Linked DNA regions of Zea mays: region 2 is linked to region 1. Evidence: chromatin contacts called from public Hi-C data. All regions are on one chromosome and are shown on one strand. The core of a region is the stretch at or near the end of the contact, and the rest is flanking DNA. Distances in the headings are between cores, read along the strand shown. Region 1 holds the start of LOC541851 (calcium exchanger 1). Region 2 holds the start of LOC100280436.

Region 1 (6,132 bases), core at 1,793-4,292:
CAAACTTTTAACAAACTTAGGCATGAGCTAAATATTCTTGATTCTAGGAATTTCTTTTGATGTTTTGCACACATAGCTCATGAATATACCTTTGATCATGTCCCTTTTATATGCTATGACTAATGTGTTTTCAAGAGTATTTCAAACCAAGTCATAGATTGAAAAGGAATTCGAGTCTTCGGCGAAGACAAAGGCTTCCACTCCACTCCATCAAATCATCCTTCGTCGTTGCTTCGAGCAACTCTCCAACTTTGGTATAATATTCACTCATATTTTGTTTGCCAAAGGGGAGAAAGTAGTTAAAGGGCTTATATTTCACTCAAGTATCCGTTTTTGGCGATTCATGCCAAAGGGGGAGAAAGTATTAGCCCAAAGCAAAAGGACCGCACCACCACCAATTTTCAAAATTTGAGTTAAGAAAAAGTCTTGAAATGATGAATTTTTCAATTGACATCTTATTGTATTCAAAAGGGGGAGAAAGTAGTATTTTCAAAATTTGGTATCTTAAAACCCTCTTGAACACTAAGAGGAAGATCTCACTAAGAGGGAGTTTTTGTTTAAGTCAAAGGAAAAGCATTTGAAATAGGGGGAGAAAATTTCAAATCTTGAAAATGCTTCTCAAAATCTTATTCATTTACCTTTGACTATTTGCAAAAAGACTTTGAAAAGAATTTACAAAAGAATTTGCAAAAACAAAACATGTGGTGCAAGCGTGGTCCAAATTGGCTCAATTCTAAGTAACCTTTGCACTTACAATTATGTAAACTAGTTCAATTATGCACTTCTATATTTGCTTTGGTTTGTGTTGGCATCAATCACCAAAAAGGGGGAGATTGAAAGGGAATTAGGCTTACACCTTTTTCCTAATTGATTTTGGTGGTTGAATTGCCCAACACAAATAATTGGACTAACTAGTTTGCTCTAGTCTATAAGTTTTACAGGTGCCAAAGGTTCACAATAAGCCAATAAAAAGACCAAGAAAGGGTTCAAACAAAGAGAGCAAAAGACAACCTAAAGGCACCCTGGTCTGGCGCACCGGACTGTCCGGTGTGCCACCGGACAGTGTCCGGTGCACCAGGGCACTCGACGCTGAACTCGCTACCTTCGGGAAATTCAGAGGGCGCTCCGCTATAATTCACCGGACTGTCCGGTGTGCCAGCGGAGCAACGGCTACTTCGCGCGCAACGGTCGACTGCAACCGCATTTAATGCGCTACAGTGCGCGCCAGAGTCAGAGCACGCGCAGTTGGCGCACTGGACAGTCTACAGGACCTGTCTGGTGCACCACCGGACAGCCCAGAGGCCCCACAAGTCAGAGCTCCAACGGTCGAACCCCAACGGCCTGCTGACGTGGCTGGCGCACCGGACAGTGTCCGGTGGCGCACCGGACTGTCTGGCGCACCGGACAGTGTCCGGTGGCGCACCGGACTGTCCGGTGCGCCATGCGACAGCATCCTTCCAACAACCATATTTTGGTGGTTGGGGCTATAAATACCCCAACCACCCCACATTCAATGGCAATCCAAGTTTCCAACCTTCAACACATTACAAGAGCTATAGCATTCAATTCTAGACACTCCAAAGAGATCAAATCCTCTCCCAAGTCCGGAATCACTCCAAATCAAATAGTGACTAGAGAGAGCGACATTTGTGTTCTTTTGAGCTCTTGCGCTTGGATCGCTTCTTTTCTTTCTCATTCTTCTTGTGATCAAACTCAATTGTAACCAAGGCAAGAGACACCAATTGTGTGGTGGTCCTTGCGGGAACTTTATGTTCTGTTTGATTGAGAAGAGAAGCTCACTCGGTCTAAGTGACCGTTTGAGAGAGGGAAAGGGTTGAAAGAGACCCGGTCTTTGTGACCACCTCAACGGGGAGTAGGTTTGCAAGAACCGGACCTCGGTAAAACAAATCATCGTGTCTCACTCTTTATTTGCTCACGATTTGTTTTGCGCCCTCTCTCTCGGACTCGTTTATATTTCTAACGCTAACCCGGCTTGTAGTTGTGCTTAAGTTTATAAATTTCAGATTCGCCCTATTCACCCCCCTCTAGGCGACTTTCAATAACGGCTATGGTTCTTGTTTCAATCATATTTGGAAAGGGAAAATTCCTCCAAAATCAAAGTCTTCATGTGGTTTCTTGAAAACAGTGTGTTGTTTACTAAGGAGAAGTTGATTAGTAGAAATTGGACATGTGATAATTCTTGTAGTTTTTGTCCGGATTTCAAGTCGACTAATCATTTGTTTTTTACTTGTCACACTGCTAGATCAGTGAGGGGGCGTGTAGCTAAATGTTTCAATTCTGATTATGTTCCAAATAATCTTGAGCAGTGCTGGATGTGGCTTAATTGTAATCTCTATGATGCCAAAGAAATTGGAATTATCGGGGCTGTCGCCATTTGTTGGGCCTTATGGAAAGCAAGGAATAAAGCTTGTTTTGAAAACACTGTGATCAATTCACCTGTGGAATTTTTTTTGTCATGCATGTGCGTTAATTATGATATGATCAGGTTTAAGCAAGAAGGAACTCTAGGACTTGCTGCATGATGGCGCGAAGCTCCTGTTGAAGGCTGCCAATGCAAGGATCAGTTCGCAAACGTCGAGTGAGGACAGTGGACACTGAGAAGCTATCGAGTTGGATGGTCTTTGAGTCTCTTTTGGGGTTTCTGATGTTTAGTGTTTTCTGTTTCTGACTATGAGTGAACAGTGGTGGGAACTTAGATGTTTGTGTTTCTGATATGTTTTATTTTTAGAACAGCTTGTTGTTTGTGTGTGTGACCTGAATCAGGTCAGTTTCTGTGATGTATCTCTTCTATGTTTAGCCTCTAGTGCTTATCTAGATGTGGATAAAACAGTTGTATTTCTGTTATGAAAGTAATATAAATGGAGTGATCTCCATTCGGGGGGAAAACAGCCATCAGTCCGTGAGAATTTGAGAATTCCCAATTCCAGTTGCAGTTCCAGCACGATCTCACCCGCCTGCTGTCGAGTAGTATATACGTACAATACATGTGGACGACGTCCATGGTTGCCTCCCTTCCCCCTCCTCCTCTTCCTCCCAGCTGAGCTGCCCTTCTTCTTTCTCCAGCAAGCAAGCAGCAGCAGCAGCCCAATTGCATTGCATTGCAGTGATGGTGATGTGATTTCTGCGGCGCGAGACAAGCACACCCACCCTCCCAGCTCAACTTACGGTGACGCCGTGACGGTGAGGTTAGGAGCTGGGTGACTGACGGGGGAGGCCCACCGGACGTACGTGATCGGCAGCCAAGCCAAGGCGATGCCTGCAGCCGCGGCTCCAGCTCCACACACCAGGACCAGGACCAGGTCCAGCGGCAGCCCCAGCGCAGCCATCGGCCCCCCGCTTCCTTACTGGGGCGGCGCCGCTGTTGGCGCAGAGGAGCAGAGGTGGCGCATCGGCATGGACTCCGCCGCCGCTGCCCTCCTCGACTCCGCCTCCGCGTCCGCCTCTTCCGCCAACGCCGCAGGCAAGGAGATGCCCACCGCCCGCCACATCGCCCACCGCACCGCCCACAACATGTCCTCCTCCTCGCTCCGCAAGAAGTCCGACCTCGCGCTCCTCCGCAAGGTCCCCTGCGCCCCGCTCCGACGCCTCCTCGACAACCTCCAGGAGGTTTTGCTCGCCACCAAGCTCGCCCTCCTCTTCCCCGCCGTTCTACTCGCGATCGCCGCGCGAATCTTCCACTTCGGCCAGGCAACTCCTCTCCCTCCTCCTCCTCCTACTGTCATCGCATCTTTTTTCCCCTTTAATTTCTTAATTCGATCGGAATTTAGGCATATTCTTCGATTGTTATATATCCTCTGCATCATTCAACGCGCACATATTTTTTTTCTCTCTTATACGTACATATAGAAAAAAAAAAGAGCATTTTGATCGCACCAGCGGCCAGCTAGGCCCAGGAGGCAAGATTGCATCACTTCATGTGCCGCCTCAATTCTCACCGCTCTGCATCTCACCTCCCTCTTACCAATCTATGCCTGCCTGCCTACCTGCCACTTTCCAAACACATTGGCCTTGTCCCAAACAACAATAAACAAACCCTGCAGCTATATGTAACGTTCCGTTGCATAAACTACCCATCAAAGTCAAAGAAAATACACCACCACAACGCATGAACAGGGAAGCATACTCGCGCTCTGATGATCGCTAGAATTTCAGAGTACATGCATGTGATGTGACCATGTGGGCTAGATAGCCTGTTGCTGCCAAATTCTGTTCGGCCTGACAGATGGAATCATGGAATGAAATAGCACCACAACTAAACTAATCGGCCAAGCACATGCATCAGCAAGCTTCCTCTACATCCTATCTAACAGCTTGTCGGCCCTGCTCTACTGCCCATCTACTCACCAGAACCTGGTGTATTATTCTTCATCTGTCACCCAATACTCTCCTTCCTTCTACCCCTTCAGTTTTGACTTTTGACCGCACTATGACCACCAACAGACGACACAGTTGGCAGCACGACAGGTTGGCTTCAGGTTTTAGTTCCATCTCAGCAGATTGATTTAGGCTCTCGCTAGGAACAACAGTGGGAAGTGATTTGTAATTCCTCCCATGAGATATCAATGATATGTAATTCCTGCCACGAGATATGAATTTTTGCAGCAGGACAAGCTTCTACTTCGTCTTTCACTGTGGTGTGGTCCTGCTGGGCATGTGAACATGCTTGCACGCGTACAATGTTCTTCTCTGTCCCTATCCAAACACATAGTACACGACATGCAAACAAAAGGGCATATTGGATTGCCACAAACATGACCTTGCTAGACACTGAATGAGTGTCGCTTCTTTTGTTCCACTGCCACCTCGCCATCGTTTTCTTAACTTCAACAAGATACAACTATATATATGACTCCATCTCAGTATTGCATTCCGAGGAAACTAAAACTGATCGAAACATGTGATGCTTTGTACCCAGTGTATGATGATGCCCATATCTCCCCTTCCTGTTTCTTAACACATGCTTTCTCTTGAAACTCGACAGGAATGGGTCTTTGTGCTTAGCTTGATCGGTCTCGTTCCTCTTGCTGAGCGACTTAGCTTTCTGACTGAGTGAGTTTGTTCTGCTTGTTATCATACCGTGTTCTTGATACCTCCTGTTGATTGATATCTTTCTAATATATGTAATATATGTTAATGTTGCAGGCAGGTTGCGTTTTACATAGGGCCTACTGGTAAAAGAAATAAATACTGTCAGATTCAGTTTTTTTATCCAGGCCACAACCTTTACATTGTTTCCTAACCTGCCCGGGTAAATTGCAGTGGGTGGACTGTTGAATGCAACATTTGGAAACGTAACAGAGGTCATCATTGCGATCTTTGCACTCTATCAAGGCAAGGTAGTGGTGGTGAAATGCTCCCTGCTAGGCTCAGTCTTGTCCAACCTGTTGCTTGTCCTTGGAACCTCCCTTTTCTTTGGTGGCCTGGCTAACCTTGGAACTGAGCAGCTATACGACAAAGTAACCAACTCAGCTATTTCTCACCTATTGTTAAGCTGTCCTTGGAAGCACCAAAAGAAATTTTGTCTTTTACTAAAATGAGTATACGGTTTTATTGTGTGCAGATGCAAGTAGATGTCAGCACAGGACTTCTGATTCTTGGTGTGCTATGCCACTCTCTGCCACTGATGCTGAGATATGCTGTGAGCTCCGGGGAGCACGCAGAATCCTCTTGGGATTCAGGACTGGAGCTGTCCCGAGCATGCAGCATTGTCATGCTCCTTGCCTATGTAGCCTACCTTTTCTTCCAACTGAAAACCCACCGCCAACTATTTGAACCCCAACCCCAAGAGGTGTGTATTGTAATTTGTTGCTGATCAGTAACCAGCAGGAACTGCTAACATAGAACCAGCTTGCTAATTTGGGTATGTGGTCCAACCAAATGATTTTGTAGGTTGAAGATGATGGTGATGATTCGGTCTCTCAAGACGAGGCAGTACTGGGATTTTCCAGTGCAATGATTTGGCTGGGAGTCATGACCCTGATGACAGCACTCCTATCAGAGTTTGTTGTGAGCACAATTGAGGTATGCACCACTGAGTACAATGCCATGTTTATGTTACCCATTTCAGTCAGCACATACACTGTAGTAAGTTGTAGTACAGCTAATGGTTTT
Region 2 (6,132 bases), core at 1,548-4,047, 350 kb before region 1:
CTGTTCATTCATCAACTGCCTCCTGCCGCCCTCGCCGCACATGCCCAGTGCCGCTTGCCTCGTGCCCCTGTCGCCCAGCGTCGGCCTGGCTGCTGCCGCCCGCGGGTCGGCAGCCAGCCATGCGCCACCTAGACTAGCGCAAGGGGTCCCTAGCGCCCGGCCGCACACGGGGGAGCAAGCCTGCGCAACAGCGCCGGCCGTGGCGGGGTGCAAGTGCAAGCGGGCCACCGCGCATGCGAAGGGCACACTGGCAGCACGTGGCGTAGGCGGAGGGCGTGCCATGCGAGGCGGAGCGGACTCATGAGGAGGGTGAGCCGGCCGCGGCGCGGTGGAGCAAATGCCATGGCCGCGGCGGGGGCGCGCCGACGTTTGCTACTGCTCCTGCCTGAGCCATCGCGCGCCAGGGTAGCGACGGCTGTAACGGCACCAGTCGTGGGTAGTGCCACAACCGTAACGCGCTCCCACGGGAAAGCGAAGAGGCGGCGCGGGAGGACGTGTCAGATCGGCTGCGCGCCTGCGCGGGCTAGCAGCGTGGAAGGACACAACACAAGGCCGGGCTGGCGCACAACACTAGCAGCGTGGAAGGACGTTCTTGCGATGCTGGGCTGGTGTGGCCGTGCGGCAGCGAGGACCACACGGAGCCGTGGTTTGGGAAGGATGGAAGGGAGGAACATGCACTGGAGGGTTAATGCTATATATGTGGGTCCAAGTGCATAAGTAACGGCGTCGATTAGTGAATGGACGGCGATGGCATAGAGGAAAACAAAGTCTAAAACTGATGGCATAGAGGGAATGCTATAATTTCCAATGACACATAAGGAATTGGTATAATTTCCCTAATGGCATAGAGGGAATTTTCTCTACATACATCCTGGGCAACCCAACCCCACCACCAGCTAGCTGCCGTCGTCGTCGTCGTATTAGATGCATGCATGCAACTATCTTATTAGCTAGATACTTGTCGTTTCGGCTACTTTATTTACTTTACAGCTGCTAGATAGCTTATTTGCATTTGCATGCTCGTCCCTCTCCTGCTTCCCTTTGAATGGCGTATATATTCGGATAAAGAACACAACGAACTACTAGTCTCTTTGCTTTATTACCAGCTGGCATCCAAAATTAAGTCAGCCCGTATATGTACATGTACACGCACGCAGCGGACCTGCCTTCCGTCAGTGCCGAATCTAACCCCAAAAAATTATGGAATTTTACATTCATGACCTTAGTTTCGCCACTCCGCTCATTTGTGCTTTTAGTTTTCAGACGCGCTCGGATCTGTCCTTGGAAAACATTTGCGTCCTTATTTGAGATGCTGGTAAATCAGTCACCGACTAGGAGCTAGGTTATGTAGTTTTCCCCCTTTTCGCTTCAAACCCTTTTAAATTTCCACTTCTACTTGCAATACAGGCTAATAATAATTGTAATAACAGTTCAAACTATTGCTATTTTTAGGGATGTCAGATCATATCGGTCTAGTTTGGGAACACAGGAGGACAACATATTTCCCATATTCAAGTGCAAGTATTGCAAGAAACATTGGGAAGGGGGCTACACGTTTTAAACAACACCTTGCATCACGTGCGGGGAATGTGCAAGGTTGTCGCAGTGTTGATTCCGCTGGACGTTGTCGATTACTTTTCGGTGGAAGATTGACAAGGGCCAAGATAAAAGGAAAGCAAGGATAACGGAGGAGGTATGGAGGGTGGCATTGGCAGGTTCGTCTCGTAGGAGGAAACAAATAGACAATCAAACCTCACACAAAAGGAAGCCTAGGATCATTGCCATAATAGTCTAACGATACGATGAGAACTATGAAGAGTTTGCGGTTTGCATTGTATGCATCGAGAGAGGAGGAGAACTTAGGAGATGTGCTCGTGCGAGTGGTGGCATGTATGAGGCGAGTGATGGCTCCTCCCAAGAGGGTGTACGTGCCATGCATGTTTGAAAGAACACCTCCTAGGAAGGAGAAGCCACAAACGGTGCAGACAAGGATATGATTGATACGAGCCCATTTTCGAAGGCAGGAAAGAATGTGGTCAATTTTGTTGCTAAGCAATGGACAAGCCGTTTCAATTCAAGAACTGGTTTGATTTTGAATTTGGCCGGTTTCTACCGATTTATTGCGATTAATCGGTCCCGGCGTGGTTTTTGCTAAGCAACTGGTTTTGTGAACCTTGATCCCTATATCTTGTTGAAATTGCACTACGTAAACAGTACCAAACTGACGTTGAAGGAGATGAAATGTTGATCATTAAACCTGATGAAACATAGATGCTACAATCGAACATTGACGATTTGTTTTATTTTAGATATAAAAATACGAGGTGTTATTTGGAAGGCAGGGAATCAATTCCCACAATCCAAAGAAGGCCGCGCCTAAAATTTTCAATCATCCTTGGGCTGCAAATTTGAATGATTTGTTACGTTGACGTGGTCAGTGAAAGCAGAATATATATATAGGCGAAAATTTGAACACACAAACAGTCAACTTGTGACGCCATTCGATTCATTCTACACACTGCTTGCACTAGCTAGCTAGCTAGCTATCCATGAACTAGTTCTCCCTTGGCTTGTCCTTAGCTAATAATGCTTGGATATATAGGCGAAAATAGCCAGCAGGCCGGCCTCAACCTCAATCAGTATGGCCAAAAAAAGGGCGGTGGTGCTCCTGGTTTGTCTGCATCCATGGCACTGCCATGGCCATCCATCTTTTGGAGAGCACAGAGCCAAGAATGGAAGCACACGCATGCTTAAAAGGGTCAGGCCGGGAGCCCTCACAGTACTCCTCCCCGCCGGCCGCCCGCGGTCACCCTCGCGCTCTCCCGTCACGCCGGATCGGACGGACCCCGGCCCCCTCCTTCCCAACTCCAACGTTGGCAAGAGAGGAGGGCGTTCCTAACCACCATAACCTGCAGCATGGCCCGCCTGCCCACCAGCAGCGGCATGGCAGCACTGCTCCTCCTCGTCGCCTTCGTCGTCCTCCCCTCCGCCGCCCTGTCCTCCTCGTCCTCGCTTCTGCACTCACCTCCTGAGAGTGATGAGACAAGCGGCGGCAGCGAGCAGCAAGCCCCGCCGGAAGACGAGAACAAGGAGAAAGAGCGGCAGCTGGCCAAGGAGAAGGCGTACGCGGCGGAGAAGGTCGTCCAGCAGGAGATGCTCAAGTACGCCAAGGAGAAGGGTCTGGTGTCCCCGACCAACGGCACGGGGTGGTACAGGGGCATCGCCCGGGAGTTCGTGGACGCCCACAACGAGCTCCGCGCGCGCTACGGCGTGCCGCCCATGAAGTGGGACAACCAGCTGGCGCGGCAGGCGCGGCGCTGGTCCAACGCCATGCGCAAGGACTGCCAGATCCTCCACAGCGGCCACGAGTACGGCGAGAGCGTGTTCAGGAGCTACGACGACTGGAACGCCACCGCCAGGGAGGCCGTCTTCTGGTGGGGCAAGGAGGAGGCCATCTACGACAAGGACAAGGAGAAGTGCAAGTACGGCAAGGTCTTCAAGGAGTGCGGCCACTTCGCGCTCATGGTCGGCAAGAGGAGCACCAAGGTCGGCTGCGCACGAGCCGAGTGCTTCAAGGGCGGCGTCTTCATCACCTGCAACTACTATGCAACGGACCTGGACAAGAACAAGAACAAAACACCAAACGATAACTGACTCTATCCACCCATCTGTTCGTTCCTATGTACGTACGTACGTAGTAGCGCTGACTTATTTACTGAGTGATGATTGGATTGTTAATTAACTACTACTGAAGCAATTGCCTGATTCCGAGGTTGGAGATGATGACGATGAAGACGACGACTACTACGTACGAGAGGATCCTCCTCCCTCTTCTTCTTTTTTGTTTTTTAATTTTGTTCTTCCAATTTTGAGCCCAATCAGTCAAGCAGATTGTATCTATATCTATATATATACACACGATCGAGTACAGCAGACAGCCAATTGATCAGTTCATTTCAGTTGGATGATTGGATTTTTATCGCTGCTATATATTCATCAGCAGCCTACATAACAGAACAGAACAGAACAGAACAGAACAGAACAGAGAGGCATCTAAAAACAAATCATCACAGCTAAAAAATCCAGTTTTATAGCTGAGAGAGAAAAGGTGTGATTTTTGTGATAATCGAAGGAGCTAAAATAAACATTCTTGGGCTGGAACTGGGCCCAGCGCTACATGATGGCCTGGGCTCACTAATACCTTTGGTGGGCCGCAGTCAGATGGCACTGCTAACAGTGGCTGACTTGGACGACGCACAAAGCAAGAACAAAACTGGACTGGACGGAGAGCATCATCCATCATGGGCAGGCACGCCGCCGCCGCCTCCGCATCTGTTTGTCGGCCACGCTGCACGCCGTCGCCGTGTCGGACGGGACGGGAGCATCAGGCGGCGCAGAGCAGTTTCCTCTTTCCCCTTCTTCTTCAACTCTCCTCTTCCTCCTCACGCACCTGCTTCATCAACTACATACATATATATACAGGCAGCATTACCATGGATCCTCCATGGCTGCTCTTGATTATGTCCTCAGGACTCAGGTGACGTATCTGGTTAGTTGCTCATTCCTACAGGCAGGCTACCAATAATATGTAGCTTTGTGCTGTTTCTGCATTATTAGTTGTACAGAAACTAACTAGTGACAAGCAGTCACAATAATATCTATCATCATTTTCTTGGCTAGCTACCTGTTTACTACAAATACTACTACTACTACAGTAGTATGTTGTTTGCAATGTGTCCTTGTGCATGGTCTCTACTACTGACGTCCTCTTCTTCTCTCCTACTCCTTGTATCTATGTATACAGGTAATACCCTAGCTAGCATGGGCCGAGATCAAGCTGCATCGCATCTGATCGGGCAGGGGCCGGAGTTCCTGATGAACAAGATACATATATAGGTAGTAGAAACTAAACAGATTAAAGACACATATGCAGTGGCTTCAGCTAATCTTCAAGACTGCAAACGTAAGGATACAGAGCTAGCTGCTTGAGGTGGGATCATGCAAGACTGCTTAATTACCTACCTATAGCTTAACTTGAAGCGCCTGCTGCAGTTTGTGCAAAACTGCAGCTTCATTTTCTCTTTCAGCTCATACCTTGAGCTGTTTATTTATTTTTGGGATGTCGATTATATGCGACGAATCAGTCGAATTTCACCTTCATTAATTCAGTTGGTCCCACAGTTAGCACTCTCTGCTGACAGTGCAAGCTTCAGGGACGAAGATGCAATGAAGGTGCTCTCTGCCTCCTAAAACGGGTACGTCCAAGCATCAGGATCATGTGCATGACTCGCAGCCGACAAGAGGAATCGGATCATGGAGGCCACTGCAGTTAAAATATACAGAAGCGCAAGTTTTCACTGTCATGTCGGATGGTGCGGCGGCATGCAGGCGTGGGTTGCCACTGATGCCCACATGACGCTCCTCGGGGCCTGCAATTGATTATATGCTCACTTGCAACTAACTCACTCACTAATAATACTTACTCCTGTCCTGCAGCTCTGTCTGCTTAAGCCTGTAGCTAGCTCTAGCTATATAAAGAGACATGGCCATGTCAAGCTGCCTGAACCAACATATCGCAGCAAGCTAAGCTAACCTATTCTGCCATTGCCGCTTCTGTCGCACAAGTTAGTAAGGAAGCCTGAGGATGAAGACCAAGGCGGCTGGGAGCCGAGCAGCCGCTGGAGCTGGAGGGTTCGGCAGATCTCTCAGGGAGCAGAGGGCCAAGGTGTACATCGCCATGAGATGCGTCGTCATGCTCCTCAGGTGGCATGACTGATCTCTATGCACTGACTCACTGATCCGGCAAGAATTTTGACGTCTGAGCATAGCATTCTTTGTTTTCTTCTTGCTTGCTTGTTCTCCGGTTACCAGAATGGTAGGGAGAGCAGGCAGGCCAGGTGATGTATGTAACTGCAGTTGTAGAGAACTCTAGCTAGAGATGGATGGTGCTAACAGATTCATCAGATAATGTAACTGCTGTATTCAGATTCTTTGTCCAAGCTACAGTAAACTATCTCTCCCCTCAGTCCTCCCCACAGCTCTCTTGAATTCTATCTGTGTGTGTGTGTCCCCTGTGACATGAACAACCAACAACCAAAGCAAAAGCAATGGAGCAGGGCCGTGATCATTTTC

Evidence for each region. Hi-C and Micro-C count contacts between places; a contact is called where the count stands out from the background.
Region 2: a Hi-C map of root tip shows a contact between it and region 1, with 6 times the contacts expected there. The contact joins the promoter of LOC100280436 here to the promoter of LOC541851 in region 1. A contact is called at or near these places in 16 of 25 Hi-C or Micro-C datasets (bundle sheath, ear, endosperm and 6 more) and 1 of 3 datasets of contacts at active chromatin or transcription factors (seedling).

What each region holds. Positions count from the first base shown.
Region 1 is chr8:80,226,890-80,233,021 of Zm-B73-REFERENCE-NAM-5.0, reverse strand. LOC541851 (calcium exchanger 1) reads left to right here and starts at 3,042. Exons shown (of 11, transcript NM_001111529.2): 1 at 3,042-3,708; 2 at 5,003-5,070; 3 at 5,164-5,192; 4 at 5,281-5,477; 5 at 5,582-5,809; 6 at 5,911-6,042. The coding sequence starts at 3,274.
Region 2 is chr8:80,577,368-80,583,499 of Zm-B73-REFERENCE-NAM-5.0, reverse strand. It overlaps LOC100280436, which reads left to right and starts at 2,797. Exons shown (of 1, transcript NM_001153357.2): 1 at 2,797-3,940. The coding sequence starts at 2,917. The coding sequence ends at 3,654. LOC100281102 reads right to left here. Exons shown (of 12, transcript NM_001154021.1): 12 at 5,957-6,132.